2 separate regions of the Canis lupus genome follow, and region 2 is linked to region 1. A link is a contact called in public Hi-C data. All regions are on one chromosome and are shown on one strand. The core of a region is the stretch at or near the end of the contact, and the rest is flanking DNA. Distances in the headings are between cores, read along the strand shown. Region 1 holds the start of PIF1 (ATP-dependent DNA helicase PIF1). Region 2 holds the start of SPG21 (maspardin).

Region 1 (6,405 bases), core at 3,685-6,184:
AGCCTCCAGCACCATTCCTGCCCACCCCAACCCTTCCTTCTGCGCGCCTAGCCAACTCTACCCAAGCTTGCTTCAGCAGAAAGAAGTCTAAGTGGGATCAATGGTGACCTCCTTTGGCTCTGGCTGCTATAGCAGCAGCTGCACAGTTGGCCAAGTTCCCCTTTCATTGCCTTCTACTAGCCCTCAGGTCCCCAAGCCACTTACAGCCCTATATGGAAAAGGGTAGCCTTGGCCCAAGGGGGAGGAAGATAGGAGCATACTTTTTCTTTATGCCTGGGCCTGGGTTCCTTCATCTTAAAGGATGAGGAAAATCCAGCCTAGGGATCTGAGAAAGTCAATGTATGTGGCAACCTCTTGCAGCTACCACAAGGTTTTATTCCTTCAATGTGGTTTATCCCTGGTGGTTTACTCCCTGTCCAGAGCTGGGCACCTCATGCCTGAGGACTCAGAAGATCCTTTATCTGGAAAGTCAGATTCCATCTACAGGAGACCAAAGACCCTGAGGAATTCATGTTGTGGCACAGAAGCAGCTCATGGTTGGGGTGGGGTAAGGTCAGTTTTCATATCCAGCAAGTTCCACCACTTTTGAGAATAAGCCACTGATAGCCACTTTGGCATCAGTTTCCCCATCCAGCCCATGCCAGCCCTCTAGTTGTTGCCTCCACACCACATGCATTCATCCAACACAAATATTTTATTCGCCTTAATTGTTTGTCAGGCTTTACACTAATGGCTGAAAGATAATGGCAAGGCTCAGAGTCCCTGTCCTCTATCAGAAGAGAAAGGCATGTATGTAAACAGATGAGAAAACCATATATTAAATGTGAAGGTAAATGTACATAGGAAAAGCACCAAAATCAGGACAAAGGGGCAAGACAGGCATTGTAGGCAGAGGGGAGAGTATGAGCCATGGCAAAGAGGCATGAAACAGTAGTGTGAGTGTAGGGCAGCCAGGCTGGAGAAGTAGAGTTCAGTGTAGACAGGGCCTTGAGGGCTTTGTTGAGAGGACTATATTTTAACCTCGGAGCAATGGGAAGTCATTGAACATTTGTTTGTGGAGGTGATGGAGTCTGTTTTGCATGTACATCACTTAGTCAACAAAACTTATTGAGGGCCTTTGAAGTTGGGTGCCTTCCAATACTTTATCCTGGCATTTATCTATTCACTCAAAAGAATTTAGGGAGCCTCTGTCATCTGTTCACTGTACTAAACTCCTCACATGTATCTCATTTAAACTTCACAAAAGTGGGATGCCTGGATGGCTCAGCGGTTGGACACCTGCCTTTGGCTCAGGTCGTGGTCCCCGGATCCAGGATCGAGTCCTGCATCAGGCTCCCTGCGAGGGAGCCTATGTCTCTGCCTCTCCTCTCAATCTGTATCTCTCATGAATAAATAAAAAAAAAAAAATAGGGGATCCCTGGGTGGCGCAGCGGTTTGGCGCCTGCCTTTGGCCCAGGGCGCGATCCTGGAGACCCGGGATCGAGTCCCACATTGGGCTCCCGGTGCATGGAGCCTGCTTCTCCCTCTGCCTGTGTCTCTGCCTCTCTCTCTCTCTCTCTCTCTCTCTGTGACTATCATAAATAAATAAAAATTAAAAATAAATAAATAAATAAATAAAATAAAATAATAAAAAACTTCACAAAAGTGGATAAATGACCCATGAGATAGATACTATTGTTATCTTCATTGAACAGATCTTGAATCTGAGGCTTAGACCTGTTTCAGGTCCCTTGATTGGTGAGAGGTAGTGGAAGGAATCAAACCTCACCTGACTCCAGAGGCTGTGCTCTCTACTAAATATTTTGGCAGCATTGTATGAGTAGGCACACAGGATCCAGGCCCTGCCTTGGAGGGCTGCAGAGCCAGTAGGAAGGCGGACAAGTCTTTAGAAGGGCTCTGATGAGTGTACAGCGTGTGGTGAGAGCTCCTCACAAGAAGGGCTGGAGTGACTGAGTTGTATTCCATTAGGATGGACATCTCACAAAAGCAGAACTGATAGAACAGCGTGACTTGCTAGGGGAACTGTAGGCACATTTGTGCAGTCGTGTGTAGCAGGGGTGGGTGGGGAGGCAGGAGAGGCTCAGAAAGGTACTACCGAGGAGCCCGCAGAAGCTAGAGCACTATGGACCTTGAATGCTGACCTCAGGTATGTAAAATTCTTCCTGCAAGTAGCAGGGGGCCATTGAAGCATCAAAGCAGGGTGGACACGATTTTTATTTTAAAACCTCATTTTCATGACTGCTGTGTGAAGAATGGTGACAAGAGCACTAGAGACGGGTCAGCCCCCTGGGTGGGAAGTTGTTACAGAAAATCTAGGTTGGAGGTGATGGAGCCTGAACCAGGCCAGTGGTTATGAGGATTGTAGGGGCAGATATAGATTCAAGAGACAGTAAGGGTGGGATGGGAGAAGGGGGGTTGGGGAAAGTAGTTAAAAGGTACAAACTTCCAGCTATATGGTAAATAAGTACTAGCATATAATGTACAACAATGATAACTATAGTTAGTACCTCTGTTATGGTATATAGAGAAGATATTAAGAGAGTAGAGTTCTCATCACAGGGAGAAATTTGTTTTCTTTTGTTTTTATTGGGTCTATATGAGATGGTGGATTTTTTTTTTATATAGTGTTTCTTTCTTTTTTTTTTTTTTTTTATGATAGTCACACAGAGAGAGAGAGAGAGGCAGAGACATAGGCAGAGGGAGAAGCAGGCTCCATGCACCAGGAGCCCGACGTGGGATTCAATCCCGGGTCTCCAGGATCAGGCCCTGGGCCAAAGGCAGGCACTGAACCGCTGTGCCACCCAGGGATCCCGAGATGGTGGATGTTAATTAAACCTACGGTGGTAATTATTTCACAATATATGCAAATACATGGATATTTCAGCTGAGACCTGAAAGATGAGACAGAGCCACAAAAAGAGTGAGGTGGAAAGCATTTCTTTTTTTTTCTCCCCCTTTAAAACAGCTATTTTTATTTGCCTATTTTTTTAAAATTTTTTAATCTATTTATTACACAGAGACAGAGAGAGAGAGGCAGAGACAGAGGCAGAGGGTGAAGCAGGCTCCATGGAGAGAGCTCGATGTGGGACTCGATCCTGGGTCCCCAGGATCATACCCCAGGCTGAAGGCAGACGCTAAACCGCTGAGCCAACCGGGCTGCCCTATTTACCTATTTTAAAGTAAACTCTACCCCCAACTTCAGGATCAAACTCACCACCCCTAGATCAAGAGACGCATGCTCTCCAGACTGAGCCAACCAGGCGTCCTGGGGGAAGGTATTTCATGCAGAGGAAAATACTAGTGCAAAGACCTGGGCATAGAAATGGGCTTATGAGTGTTCAAGGAGCACCAAGGAGGCTAGTGTGACAGACACGGTGAGTAAGAAAGAAAGTGGTAGACTTAAATTCATAGTGGAAGGAAGGGAGGTCTCAGGCTGTGATAAGGACCACAGATTTTATTCCAAGAGGAATTGCCTAGAGAGGCATCCAGGGCTTAAAAGTAGCAAAATGTGTTTATATGTTTGAAGAGATCCCATCTGCTGCTATTTGGAGAAAGGATTGACTTGTGGGGGATTAGAGTGGAAGCTAGGAAGCCAATGACATTGGGAGACTTACTGCTGGAATCCAGGGAGAGAAGACATGCTGCTAGCTCTAGGGTGTGGAGTGGGGATGGAGGGAATAGATTCAAAATACATTTTAGAGGGCAGCCTGGGTGGCTCAGTGGGTTTAGTGCCTGCCTTCAGCCCAGGGCATGATCCTGGAGACCAGGGATCTAATCCCACATAGGGCTCCCTGCATGGAGCCTACTTCTCCCTCTGTCTTTGTCTCTGCCTCTCTGTTTCTCGCGAATAAGTAAAAAAAATCTTTAAAAACAACAACAACAAAAAGGACCCCGATACATTTTAGAGGGAGAAACAACAAATTTCAATGGTGGATTAGATGTGGTAAGTAAAGAAGGAAACAAGAATATGATGTGGGTTTTTAACTTGAGCGAAAAAAGATGGTGCATTTACTGAGACGAAGACAGGAGAAAAACAGGTTTATATGGTGCTGGGGAAGGAGATTAAAAGCTGTTCTGGAGAAAATGAGTTTGACATGCCAGCTAGGCATCTGTGTGGTGATAGCAGGAGGACAAATGGAGACAGAGTCTGGAGTTCAGGGGAGAACAGCTGGCTAGAGATATAATATTGGGAATCAGCATGCAGCTGATAATCAAGCCATGGGATTGGAAAAGATAGGAGGGAAAAAAAGTCCTCCCACCTTGAGAGGTCTGGGTGGGGAAAAGGAGTTAGCAAAGGAGACCTAGATGAAGCAGCCAATAAATATAAATAGCCAGTAAACAAGGGGAGTGTGTTGTGGAAAGAGAAGGGAGGATTTCAAGGAGGGAGGGTCACCTGCACCAGAGGTCCAACGAAATGAGTGTCAACTACCCGGTGATGAAGCCTTCCCAGGTGACACCCTTTCAGCATCTCTCCGACACTGTCCCTGTAAGCTTAGGGCTGTAAAGTCTCTTTTAAATATCAGAGGAGATGACGGAGGAGAACGCAGTCTGTAAACCGCCCAGTCCTGTGCTATCAATGTCACTGTTGATTTTTATTAATGAGGCGACCAAAACTGAGGCCTCCTGTGAAAGAGAGCGCATGAGACGTCTGCAAAGAGTTCTTGAGGAAATTTCATAAAGACGAAAACTCGTTCTTCCGGAGAGTTTGCGTTAAATTAAAACCAGGGTTGGGGTTAGGCGAGAGACCCGGGAGCAGCGCTGCGCTGCTTTTCGGGATCGCTCCGGCTCCCGCAGCAGGGAGCCCAGCGCGGGGGGCGCCGACGCCCCGGCTGCCAAAGGCGGGGGGCGGGGGAGGGGAGGAAGTCCGGCCCTCGACGCGAAATCCCCTGGCTCCGCCCCCTCCCCACGGACCAATCAGGATCCGACTGACCGGCCCGCGGCGCCCGGGACGGGGAGGGGGCGGGGCCTGAGCTCCGTTCATCAGCTGCTAAGCTGCCTCCCAGTGACTCGTTCGATTCCTTTCCCTACAAGGACTCGTCGTTGCTACTCCTACAACCTCACCACTTGGGAAGAACCTCTGGCAGTTTCATAACTAAATGTACACCTATTCGATGACCCAGCATTCTTCTAAAGATTTATTTATTTTAGAGAGAGAGCGCGCAAGGGCGAGGGGCAGAGGGAGAGGAAGAGAGAAACTTAAGCAGATTCGTGCTGAGCATGGGGCCAGGCTTGGGGCTCCATCCCACCACCCTGAGATCACGACCTGAGCGGGAACCGAGAGTCCGAGCCTTGACTGTGCCACCCCTCGATGACCCAGTAATTTCTCACTGAGGTATTTATTTTTTAAAAAAATTAAAGCATAGGGGCATTTGGGTGGCTCAGTTGGTTAAGCCTCTGCCTTCAGGTCAGGTCATGATCCCAGGGTCCTGAGATCGAGTCCTATGTCCAGCTCCCTGCTCAGCTGGGAGCTTGCCCCCCCCCCCGCCCCCCGCTAATCCCTCTGCTCGTGTGCTTGCTCTTCTAAATAATTCTTTTTTAAAATTAAAGGGTAGTCCGGGTGGCTCAGCGGTTTAGTGTTGCCTTCAGCCCAGAGCATGATCCTGGAGACCGGGGATCGAGTCCCACATCAGGCTCCCTGCATGGAGCCTGCTTCTCCCTCTGCCTGTGTCTCTGACCCCCCCGCCCCCGCCCCACTCTGTCTCATGAATAAATAAATGTTTTTTTTAAAAAAGATAAGCATAAAAAAGAAAAGCATAGGGGCAACTGACTGGATCAGTTGGTTTAAGCATCTGACTTTGGCTCAGGTCATGATCTCAGGGTCTGGGATTGAACCCCACATCAGGTTCCCCAGAGTGGGAGTCTGCTTATCCCTCTCTTTTTGCCCCTCCCCCACTCTCATCCTCTCTAATAAATAAAAAAAAAAAACGTTTAAAAATAAATACATAGATAAGCATAGGGGTGCCTGGCTGGCTCAGTCCGTAGAGCATGAAATTCTTGACCTCAGGGTCATGAGTTCAGGCCCCATATTTGGGCATGGAGCCTATTTAAGGGGGAAAAAAGCATAAACTAATTAATGTTAGTTAACAATTAATGTTGAAATGTTTATTTTTTTTTAAAGATTTTATTTTTTTAATTCTTATTTATTTATGATAGTCACAGAGAGAGAGAGAGAGAGAGAGAGGCAGAGACATAGGCAGAGGGAGAAGCAGGCTCCATGCACCAGGAGCCCGACGTGGGATTCGATCCCGGGTCTCCAGGATCGCGCCCTAGGCCAAAGGCAGGCGCCAAACCGCTGCGCCACCCAGGGATCCCTGTTGAAATGTTTAGATGTGAAGTGTCCTGTTGTCTGCAACTTTAGAATGCATTAGCAGATGGATTCATGAATGTTGAGATGGACAGATGACT
Region 2 (6,318 bases), core at 2,089-4,588, 140 kb before region 1:
GGATCCCCAATAAAATATTTTTTTAAAAAAAGAACTTAGAGATCATTTAGTCTAACCTTGGACTCATTTCACAGAGAAGGAAACCACACTAGAGAGAAGAAATGTCTTGCCCAAGAATAAAACTCCAGTTTCTTAACTCCTGGATAATAATGAATTATTAATTATAAATCACAGTAGGGGTACTTGGGAGGCTCATTCAGTTGAGCATCTGCCTTGATTCATCTCAGATCATGATCTCCAGATCCTGGGATCAAGCCCTAGTCAGACTCCCTGCTCAGCAAGTAGTCTGCTTCTCTCTCTCCTCTCCTTTCCCCCATCCTGCACACACATGTGCTCTCTCTCTCTCAAATAAATACAAATCTTAGAACAAGTTCAAATAAATAAATAACTGTATATACTTGTTTGATAGGACCTTAGTTCAATACGTAGGAAACTATAGAAATAGACACACCAGCATCTGTCTCGGGCAGTTCCAGAATCCCTACTCTGTGTCTGATCCCTATAATCCAGTGAGGCATGTATCCGACACAGACTGAGTCTGGCAGTAAGGAAACAGCCTTTATTTTCAGTCTTGGGTCTCAGCATAATTTGATATATAACGCTGTAGTCAAATGTATCCTGGGCAGCTTTAAAGGATAGTATTCCGAGAACTGGTATTACTGTGAAAAACTAAGTGTTTAGTTTCTCTTTCACTTTTTCACACATCTGTGGTTTGGGGGGCGGGTAAAATAGAGGCATTTCACTCTGGTGGGTCAAGTGGAAGAGGCATTCTAAGAGGAGTAAAGAGTATATATAAACACCTAGAGGTTTGAGACCTCATAGGGTATTTGGGGCCCTTTGAGAGAGCCAGACCTGCTCTTGCCTGTGGACCTTGGACTTTAGCTTGAATAGAGGAGGGTGCTACTAAAGGAGAAGCAGGGCTTAGACCATGAATAAAGTTGATTTTAATTTATTTTTAAATCATACAATAATATATGAACACATTCTTACATAAATTCAAATGCTAAATCTAAAGCCAAAGTTCTTCACCCCCCTTCCATCCTCCAGTTTCTCCTCAGAGGTAACTGTGCATAAGAGATATATCTAGGATTATTTTGCACGTGTGCTTTAAAACAAATATTATCCTATCAAAAGATCAATTTGAAGGATAGATCTTCAGTTTGGGCAATTCTGAGAACCAGATGGCCATCTGTTTACTTTGCCTGGAGTTCAGAGAGTATTTTGTGAACATTCTAGTTTTTAACTGAGGTTCTCACACAGGGATTGGTGCTGTGGGAACCATCTGGAAGACCCCAACCATGACAGCTGCAAACCCTCACAGCCATATCCCCCAGGTCTGCCTGCACCAGGGCCTGTCCTGGGTCAAAAGTTTGCTCCCTGCAGTTGTGCAATTACAGGACAGCTGGAATTCACAGAGATTAAATGTTCCTTGTTCAGATTAGGGAATGGATAATGTGCCTGCCATGTGTTATAGGACAACTGAAGATCCAAACATGACCAAGGGGTACTTTTCTCAGGGAAAGAAAACATTCATTATTTTGGGTTTAATCTTTTACATTGTAATAAAAGTTCACATGTAACAAAACCTACATAATGAGATGGCTTTTCATTATCAACAGTCAAATTAAAAATTATCATCAAACTAACAAAATAAGGACTTTTAATATATTTAGGCATATCCATAGCTTAAATCTCACTAGGGCTGTTACTAAAGTGAGGTCTAGGAGTGTGAGGAGTAAGGAATCCAGTGTTAGGAATATGTGTGGATAGATATATTTATTCTCTCATTAATTCATTGAAGGTACATTTAGTACCTACTATGAGCCAAATCATGTGCTAACACACTGGTTGGTTACTCTGTTCCTTTTGCCCTAAATTAAAGCTCACAGACCACCTCAGGAGACAAAAATAATGAGCATCCATAACAGTCTTTACACACAACCAGTGCTTTGGCAATTATTCCATTCATTAAACTATTCCAAAGTTTTGAGGGGAAAGCCACAGGTTAAAAATCTTCTGTAGAAACATGCCCTATACACCTACCTGGTGCTCATTATAAAAGACCACTTCCTATGAGAATTCTGAAAGAAGTGACGAGTTGGGGAACAGGAGGCTAACGTGTGATTGTGTTCTTGGGGGATGCATCTGCAATTTGTTGGAGTTCTAGACTGGGACCCAACATTCACAAGCAGGAAGGCAGAGATCATGACTAAGGATTCCAATTTACTGAGATTCTCCCCTGACCTTAATCCCATAAACAGTTGCTGTTTATGCCAAAAGCTTTAGCAGGGTATAAGCTTTCCCTAAAACAGATTAGGGAGAGCCACTTTCAACAGGACCTTGTTGCAGGATCACAGAAAGACTTCAAATAAGATTTACATGTTATCCAACCTTATTATACATTCTTTCAGCAAGCTGCCAATGTTTTACTGTAACCTCTACCAAATTTTGCTTAAGAAGAATGCTTATAGGGCAGCCCGGGGGGTGGGGGTGGGGGGGCTCAGCGGTTTAGCGCCGCCTTCAGCCCAGGGAGTGACCCCGGGGGTCCTGGGATAGAGTCCCGCGTCAGGCTCCCTGCATGGAGCCTGCATCTCCCTCTGCCTGTGTTTCTGCCTCTCTCTGTCTCTCATGGATGAATGAATAAATAAAGAAGAATGCTTATAAATATATTAACATTCCCTATTCCTTTAAGGGGAAAGTGATGCAGGAGCCGGAGGCCTGGTGGGAGCTGTTCTCAAAAATCCTCCAGAAAGCGCAAGTCTGCAAAGAGCAGTGAGAGCCTTACAGGGTAAGACCACGGAGGGCGTTGTGCCAAGATGGGAAAAAAAAAAAAAAAAAAAAATCTTGCCAAGCAAAGACAGTATACAAAGTGCTGTTCACCAAAACTTGTAACCCAGGGGGGTGGTCCCCCAAAGCTTCACGTGGCGGAGAGAAAACGGTCCGCACCTGCTTCCTCCAGGAGGGCGCGAACTGAAGGCAGAGGCAGGTCCCAGGTGTCAGGCGCCCCCGTCTGCCGCTCGCACAATCTCTCCCTCGGTGCCCGCAGCGAATGGGTGACCTAGGGCTGACCCAGGGGCAATTCGCACCTCCCCCCAGCGCCCACCGCCACCCCGGGGGCGGCCGCCAGGTCCCAAGCGGCAGGATGCGCAGAGAGCGCCGAGTCTCTCTCCCGGCTCCATCCCGCCCCGTCGTCATGGTGACCGCCGGAGCCACGCAGCCCCGCCCCTTCCTCAGGACGTGGCCCCGCCTCCCCCAAACCCGGAAGCGCGAGGCTCGCGCCCACTGCGCGGCCCGTTCGGGACCCAGGCTCGCCCGCCGCGCGCCCCGCCCCTCGGAGGCCCGCCCTCCGGCTCGCCCCCGCCGACCGCGGCGCCTGCCAGGACCGAGCGCTCCGGCTGCAGGCGGCGACCCGGGCCCGCGCCCCTGCGGGAGGGGAGAGCCGCCTTGGGGAGGAGGGACAGGGACGTATGTGGAGGAGGCCACGGCGGGTGAGAGGTGGGCGAGGCCCTGGGAAGCGGGTGTGGGTGCGCGATGTGTTGAGGCTTGCAGGTGGGTGTGTGTGTAGTGTGCGCGGCTGCCTCCGTGGGTGTGACTTTGTTCGTGTGGCCCTTAGTGGGCTGGTCCATGTGACTGTGCACGTGATCGTGCGTGTGTGTCTGTCTGTCTGAGGTCGAGGTGGAGTTCACGGGGTGGTCGGTGTACCTGTGACCCTGCCTTTTGGTGGGACTGGGAGAGGGTGGGGTCTGTTTGGATCATTGGGGTGGCGGTGGGGGGCGGGGGGGGGGGCGCTTGACCAGAGCATACTGCTGTAATCCGGTCCTGGGGATATACTCCTGCAGTCCAGGAATATGTTTTTCCAACTTTTAAGAACTCTGAGCAGAAAGAAGCTAGTTATGTTAGAGAGTGCACCTCAGCCTGAAAGTGTCAAATGTCTTTGTCATCGCCAAGTGTGAGCCTTGTGAAGGGGGGCTGGGGTTGGAATGAGGAAAGTAGCAGGGCTAGAGTGTTTTGCTTTTCCTCTTCTGGCTTTCCTGGGGAGTTCTAAATTCTGCACTTATGCTGCTTCTTTGTCTCCTCGTACGATGTTGCAGCTCCTGTTAGCAGAAAGACTCCAGAGACTGAGGAGTAACTTAATAGCTGTGTGCAGATTTCCAAGAGCTTTTATCCCAAGACAGCACAAGATGAGGTGTCACAGAAGAAATGTCAAGTAGGCAGCTTTTCCTCCCATGAGATTTAGACGATAATGGAATAAGTTCCTGAAGAAGAGAGGGATAAATCTTCCCCCGAAGAGAGCTGAAAAAAGGATAGCTGTCTACTGGTGTGGTGAGTTATGGGGACTTGCATTTAAAAAGCCAATTGCATCTCCTGGAGACTCTCAGGGTTTAATACTTACTTCCGGCTGGTATTAATAATCACAGATTGTCCGTATGCAGAGCAACTACAGGTTGAGATAAAGGTTCCGAAAACCTCTGACTAGTTAAGCTGGTTATGTGACTTAAACATTTTTAGAGACAATTCCATTGATTGTAAACTGGCAGGTTCTGTTGAAACCCTGAGGGATAAGTGCATGTAATTCTAGGTGCACACTCATAATTGGCAATTTTATCGTCCAGTACCTCAAGGGCCAGAGAGAGGACTGGGTGTCCAGAACACTCCCTGAGGAGGGGTTTCTGTAGGCAAGATTAAGGCTAATTTCTGCAGCCCTTTTCCCACCAGCATGAACAGGTGCTTTTGTTTTTTGTGAAGAATTGAATCGTGAGAGATCAAATCAGCCTTGAGCTCATGATCCACATTCTTTCTTACTTAATACTGACCAGTTTGGTCACAATCTCAGTTAACCTTTTTTTGCTGTATACAGAAATGTTCTTCTTGTGACTTGGAAAAGTATACCCCTTTAGTGATTGAGAGCTAGGAGAACAAACTTCCTTTTCATACCACTCACAGCTGTTTTCCCTTTGCAGGAATGAGCTCTTTTTTTTTTTTTTTTTTTTAACTTAGACGTCAGTTGGTCAGATGCAACATTTGGTATCTATCTTACCTTTGATGTGCTGCCAAACCAGCACAAGTGTTAAAATCACTTGCCCCTACAAAAATGTAGTCACAGTTGGGTGGAATCTCTCCATCAAGTGAGATTAGTTATAAAATGTTATAATACTGGGTTGGTTGTGAATAATACCGAGGACTGTGGTAAGGAACATCTTTCTACTTATTGCTGTGGGAAGAAGTGGATGACAGTGCATGTGAGTGCCTGCGTATGATTGGTATATGTATGATAGTTGGTTTGTACATTGCAGCCGATTCCAAAACTGAATAATTTATTCCAAGTTTGGCAAATCTAGAAGCTATCTGTCTATAAGTAGCTTAGGTGTTTTATGAACCTGCTGAGTAGATTCAAATGGCTTAGATTTTTTTTAACATGTTATTATTTGTTAAGAGAAAGTGGATATGCAAAGAATGATTTTCTTGATTCCAGTATGAACTATAACTACATCTGTGCACACTGATTTCAGCATAAGACTGGCTAAATGATATCGTTGGTACTTTTTAGAACAACTTATGATTTTAACGAACTTTTCTAAAATTACCATCCCAGCCTTGAGAGAACAGACCATTATTACAATGTCAAGGTTGTAAATCAAGTTTAATAATGGATGTCTACATTTACCATCTCCTTGGGGTTTAGTTTAGTAACCCCGCAAGGTTAGAGGTAACTGTTAAGACTGCTGAGTTCCCTGTACTCCTGAGATAGCAGATGTGAGGGGCCAAAAAAGGAAGAGTTTCATTGGGTTTAGAGTCCCCAGCTCTTGGCCAGTCCAGAGAAGCCCCCTGCTCCCGTGGAGTCAGCCCAGGAGTTAAGTCCTATGGTCTTGAACACATCCTACATCTGGTTAGGAAATCCAGACTTGCCCTGGGGGTACAGGACAGGACACACAGCAAGAATTTGAATCCTTCTAAACCAGTGGGTGGAAGTTCCTCATTTGGCAATAAGAATCTGCAATGGGAACTGTAATTTCAGGTTCCTATTAGGACATAACACAGATGCCTGAGCAAAGAGGGGCAGCCTTTCAATTGAAGATGCCTAGCCAGTCCAAAGCTCTGAGGCCTGGGTCAAAAGGGACTCTAGGATTTCCCGATGCAGTCTTCTTAGGACATAGTCATCCATTTAGCCAATGAATAATGCGTGTTCTGTGCCAAACACTATTGTAGGCTCTGGAGATAGAGTGGTGAAACAGAGATGAGAAAACACATCCAGAGAGGGTAGGTGACTTTTCCAAGGTCACAGAGCTATATAAAAGCTAGAAATCACTAATCTTACAA

What was found. A called contact is a pair of places that touch in the nucleus more often than the background predicts.
Region 2: a Hi-C map of liver shows a contact between it and region 1, with 4 times the contacts expected there. The contact joins the promoter of SPG21 here to the promoter of PIF1 in region 1. A contact is called at or near these places in 4 of 9 Hi-C or Micro-C datasets (amygdala, blood, liver and 1 more).

What each region holds. Positions count from the first base shown.
Region 1 is chr30:29,657,409-29,663,813 of UU_Cfam_GSD_1.0, reverse strand. PIF1 (ATP-dependent DNA helicase PIF1) reads left to right here and starts at 4,934. Exons shown (of 14, transcript XM_038580709.1): 1 at 4,934-5,332.
Region 2 is chr30:29,797,999-29,804,316 of UU_Cfam_GSD_1.0, reverse strand. It overlaps SPG21 (maspardin), which reads left to right and starts at 3,338. Exons shown (of 10, transcript XM_038580715.1): 1 at 3,338-3,488; 2 at 4,092-4,323.